2 separate regions of the Siniperca chuatsi genome follow, and region 2 is linked to region 1. Evidence: chromatin contacts called from public Hi-C data. All regions are on one chromosome and are shown on one strand. The core of a region is the stretch at or near the end of the contact, and the rest is flanking DNA. Distances in the headings are between cores, read along the strand shown. Region 1 has its middle 7.8 kb from the start of batf3. Region 2 has its middle 18 kb from the start of pex3.

Region 1 (2,846 bases), core at 178-2,677:
AAGACGTGACAGGCATTGGTTTCTATTTATTTATCAAGCCCTTAATGGAAACTTGCCACAATACACCTTATTAAACTGCTCCCACAGTTATTATTTGACTCGATCTAGTGATTGGTTGAAGCTCAATGATGATCTCAACTTACAGATCTGATATTAATGGTCCTACATAAACTGGCATCTCAGGAGCTGCCAAAGATTTTTGATTCTTTTATGCTTTTACTTCCTCATAGTTAAAATAGAAAAAATGTCATAGCAAATTTAAGAAGCTCACCTTGATATTTGGCATGAAGAAAGACGCATGCTCACAACCATCGAAAGAGAGATTTACAAAGATAACGAATTGCATGGCAACATTCAGTAAGGGATTTTTCTTTTAACACATTCAGTATGAACGTCCTGAGGATGTTACTTCACCTTTCAGTTGTACATGGAGATCTTTGGGATTTGGTCAGTAACCACACAGGACAACATAATGAGTACCAGAAAAAAAAAACACTCAAAAGCATTGGTGATACCTATCACAAAGCTTTCCTTGCCGCATGAAAAATCACACCACTCTTAAATGGAACTGCTCGTAATAATGAACTATTGATGAGTCCAGTGATGAAACATATTGGCACAGCCGTGCTTTTTCTTCCAGAGAAGTGACACAAGAATTCCTTTCACAGTTCAGCAGAAGTGTGTGTAGGCCTTTATGTATGAAGCGTGAAAGGTGTGTTTATGCCGGTGGGTTTTTTGTGTGTGCCTGTGTATTCTTTGTTTGCTTGTGTGTGTTGTTTTCAGTGTGGCCCCTAATTATCTGTTCATGAAGAAAAATACATGCCCATAATGTCGGTCCTCTCCAGCAGCAGACTGAGTTTTAGGGTCGATACATCCATGAAAATGATGTGTTTATATGCAAGAAAATAATCAATAAATAACTGTTTCAGCATTTCTCCTCCAGAATTGTATGTCTTGCAGTGTGGAGAAGGCTTTGAAACATCACTTAGACCTTCATGTTGGGAAATAAAATGTACAGAAAGTAGCATTGAACCGAATAACTAAAATATGAAGAATCCAAAAAATAAAAAAATATAGAGACCTTCTTTTTGGTCTCAGTGATGATTGGAGTGAATGATGTAACATCCTGTCCTGATTGTCTGATGTTTTGACTTTTATTCTTTCATTTTCTGAGAAATTACCAAGAACTGAATCAGGATTTCACCAGAAGTCTGTAAATATTTGTTTGTGTGTGTGTGTGTGTGTGTGTACTAAGGACAAATGTTGCACCAGTACAATACAGAGTGTATCCATGTGACTTTGCATTTTCACAAGTGTGTGGTGCAAGTGTGTTTTTGTATGCGTAGATATGGTGTCATAACTGTCTGTTTTTGTTTACGTACAGTAGAATTATGCATGTGTCTGTGCAGGCTTTACTGTATTCCTCAGAACTGCTCTAAGTGACGGGTTACTTCCTGCCCCAGCAGTATTTCCTGGATTGCTAGGGCGACCAGAGTTGTTGTGACGGTGGTGATTTCCGAGCTCATTTAGAAACTGATCTGAGCTCAGTTCCACAGTGACTGCAGCATCAGTTTCCTGCGGAAGTCTGGGGCATTGAACATGCAAAACCAAATCCAAACACGCAGGGTTTGTTTTTTGAACCTGGTGGGTGGGGTTTGACACACCAGGACGGGAAAGTAGACTCAGCTCTGCTGTGCTTTATAGTCATTTTCTAACTTTTTTGTTTTATTTGTTTTTTGCCATTTCTAACCAATTTCTTTTGTTGTTGCCATTTTCACCTGTGTGAAGTCCCATCTAACTGATGGTCACCAAGGTGAAAAACAAACAAACAAACCATGAAAAGCAGTTGAAAATGTATTTTGAGCACACAAAGAAGATGGAGTGCATGTACTGTAGATTATCTCTTCCTGCCAGGTCATTAAGAAACTGAAATGTTTTGTCTTTAAATTCAGCCACACAACAAAATCTATAAAATGTATTGAGGTTGTGAAAGGCAACATAACCAATTAGAGTTAATTTAATAATGCGATATATACAATATGGTCAAACGTATTTGGACACCCAGACATTTCACCCATTTGTGGTTGCTGAACATCTCGGCATAAATGCCTGTCGATCTTTGAAAAACAAAACTCCTCTAACAAAACGTAACTTTAATTTAGCCATATGTAACATTCAACAACTTTTTACTTTAGGTTCCTCTACCAGAGGCCTGGGAGCTTGAGGGTTCTGCGCAGTATCTTTGCTGTTCCTAGTACTGCACTCTTCTGGACCGAGATGTCTGGTGTTCTTCCAGGGATCTGCTGTAGCCACTCCTCCAGTTTGGGGGTCACTGCCCCGAGTGCTCCGATGACCACGGGCACCACTGTTTCCTTCACCTTCCAGGCCTTCTCCAGCTCTTCTCTGAGCCCTTGGTACTTCTCTAGTTTCTCATGTTCCTTTCTCCTGATGTTGCCATCACTTGGTATCGCCACGTCAACCACAACGGCTTTCCTCTGCTGTTTGTCCACCACCACGATGTCAGGCTGGTTCGCCATTACCATTCTGTCAGTCTGGATCTCAGTGCAGACGTTCCTGTACACTATGCCAGCCACTTGGTTATGGCGTTCCATGTATGCTTTTCCCGCCAGCATCTTACACCCTGCAGTTATGTGCTGGATTGTCTCAGGGGCCTCTTTGCACAGCCTACACCTCGGGTCTTGTCTGGTGAGATAGATCTGGGCCTCTATTGCTCTGGTGCTCAGGGCCTGCTCCTGTGCAGCCATGATGAGTGCCTCTGTGCTGTCCTTCAATCCGGCCCGCTCTAGCCGTTGGTAGGATTTCTTGATATCAGCCACTTCAGTTCT
Region 2 (2,846 bases), core at 235-2,734, 37 kb before region 1:
ACAAAACATGAATATCTCTTAAGCTTATGTTAACCATAGAACTTCTTTCAGGCATCTAACCAAAAACCCATTTAAAAAAAAGTGACTTCAAGACGAGGGAACCGGAAGTGCAAAAATGCTAACTCATTTCTGGGTTTTAGGACTCATTCCTGCAGCACTCTATTGCTGCTGCTTCTTGTATTCAGCGAAAGACTCATCCCCCCAAAATGCACCACAGAGCGCCACAGGAAGTCATTCCTGCCTGTGGCCGTCAAACTCTTCAACTCCTCCCTCTAAGTGTCAGTCTGTATGACCCTAAGTCATTAAACTGGACACTGATCACTACATCTATGCAATACTTGACATAATTGTGCAATATCCTGTGTTAATACTGCTGTGCAATATACTCTTTTCAGTTTAAAATTCCCTTTAACTCCTCCCTCTAAGTGTCCGTCTGTATGACCTTAAGTTGATAAACTGGACACTGGATCATTAACATCACTGTAATACTTAAAATAATTGTGCAATATTCTCTGTTTAATACTCTGGTGCAATATACTCTGTTTTCAGTATAATTTATTGATATTTATTCATACTTCTTTTACTGCTGTGCAATATCCACCGTCTCATAATCATCTTAATAAGCTACACTTAACTTGACAGTACATGCACTACTACTTGTTACTTATATTATTACATTATATTATTATACCGCACATACTTATCATCAACCGGTAATCCACTTTGTACTTTACACTTATTTTAAGTTTATACTTATATCCACTTTGTACTTAATTTGTCTTGCCTGTATTATAGTGTATTATATTTTGATTTGCTTAGTACTTCTATTCCTGTGTGCACTGATGTGATAGTGAGCTGCTGTAACAAAAGAGTTTCCCCTCGGGGATCACTAAAGTATTTCTGATTCTGATAAGTGCTGCTACAAGTAGTAATGCTATTGCTGCTGCAACCGTTTCTGTAAAATACTTTATTGAACATTGAATTTAATAACAATAAGGCAGTATAACCATGGCAGTACCAATGTTTGGCATAACTATGAGTAGAAGAACATGCATATTCAAAAATAGCAAAAAGAGCAGTATTAATACATGAATATCATAGGCAAGAAAATAACAAGTAATGATAATCAAAACAGGCTTCAATTTACATTTCCCATAATCCATACTGGTAATATACAAATCATTACAAGTATGTGAAAACCTCATGGGCCTCCAGACTTGGTCAGCAAAAAGAACATTAGCTGAAACTAAATAATCCGTGTGAGAACCGAGCCAGCAGCTCAGATTGCAGTTTGTAGTATCAACAAAACCGATACAGACAGCAACAGCAAGTGACAGGTGAACAGTAGCTGTGTATTCATCACTTTCAGATTGCTGTTATAGTGGTGACTCACAACTACTGGCAGTGAATCACACATAAAACGCTGAGATCATCCGTCCTCTTTGATTTTCCACTCTATTCTCTCTTTCTTTCTTCCCTCACTTGTGTGTAACTCAGTCTGTCCGTTCCTTCCTCTGGTACTCTATCTGCTCTGAGCTTCGTCATTTACTGTAATGGTAGTAAGGGCAGGCTCAGGGCAGCTGTGTATATGTATTCGTGTGTGTGTGTCTACATTATTGATTCCCTCTGAGCCCCACCAGGCAGTAATCTGTGTGCTGAAATGTCATTGGCGGTGTGCTGTCAGGCTTCATTCCCTCATAATCCAGGCCTCTGCTGATTGGATGCCGTCAGGTCCCTCGTTAGGAATTCATGATGATGCAGGCTGAGGTCACACTGTTCAATCAGGGGGGTGATGTCATCTCACCTGAGCCCTTTGATTGGCCCAAACTGACCCACACACCCACAGATATGTACAGTATAGATAGATAAATAGATAGATATTTTTGTAAATATATATAGTCTTTAATATATAAATCCAGCTTTTATTCTTTGGTGACATGAGCTGAGCTGAGATGATGTGACAAGACTTTAAATGGCACGGGACAATCTTAAATAAAAAATGTATAAATATCATTTAAAATGAAGATTGAAACGAGATGAAATGAAAGATGAGACTGGAGCAGGTGATTGATGAGATGAGATGAGATAACGTTAGGTAATATAAAATAAAATAGGACTGGAACAGGTTTAAAAAGTGACTAAATTAGATAATTTATGAAAAAGTGAGACAATATGAGATGAAACGGGATGGGATGGGACAGCACAAGATGAGATGAATGAAAAGATGACTGAGATGAGATGAGGTGATGTGATGCAAAATTAAATAAAATGGAATTGGATTGGAGACAAAATGAGACAAGATGAAATATGTTATTTTGTTTGAATAGTATTAACTGTTGTTACAATGTTTTTACGCTGTACTCTTGGCCTGACATCTGAATCTCAATGAGACTTTAAATTGACTAAAGAAAAAGAAAGAAGAAGAAGAGACGAGTCGCAGCCAGACAAATAAGATGGAATGAAAGATAAGAGTAGACCAGATGAACGGAGAGATGAGATAATATAAGGTAAAATATGTGTCTATATGAGGTACATGAAGAGATGAGAGAAGACAACAGGGGATGAGATGAAGTTATGTCTGAAATAATATGAAATTGATGAGAAGAGGTGAGAGAAAGTGGTGGATGTGATGAGTTAAAATATGCTTATATGAAGTGAGATGAAATGAGGTGAGATAAGGTCAGATGACAGGAGGTGAGATGAGAAATGAGATGAAATTGAAAAGAGATGATGTGTCAGCAAATGGCTTGCAATGAAATTAAATCCACGATTCAACATAACATGATTCAACATAACATCAAGTGAAATAAGATAAACTGACAAGTTGAAATGGTGAGATGAGATGA

Evidence for each region. A called contact is a pair of places that touch in the nucleus more often than the background predicts.
Region 2: a contact with region 1 is called in a Hi-C map of liver, with 4 times the contacts expected there. The contact joins two enhancer-like sites. A contact is called at or near these places in 2 of 3 Hi-C or Micro-C datasets (liver and an unstated tissue).

What each region holds. Positions count from the first base shown.
Region 1 is chrLG16:25,119,307-25,122,152 of ASM2008510v1, reverse strand. No RefSeq gene overlaps it. Among protein-coding and RNA genes, the nearest start is that of batf3, 7.8 kb to the right of the region's middle. Within about 2 kb of position 1,427, the one cell type or tissue checked has an H3K27ac peak away from gene starts, as active enhancers do. A contact at or near this core is called in liver, where this site is marked.
Region 2 is chrLG16:25,156,614-25,159,459 of ASM2008510v1, reverse strand. No RefSeq gene overlaps it. Among protein-coding and RNA genes, the nearest start is that of pex3, 18 kb to the left of the region's middle. Within about 2 kb of position 1,484, the one cell type or tissue checked has an H3K27ac peak away from gene starts, as active enhancers do. A contact at or near this core is called in liver, where this site is marked.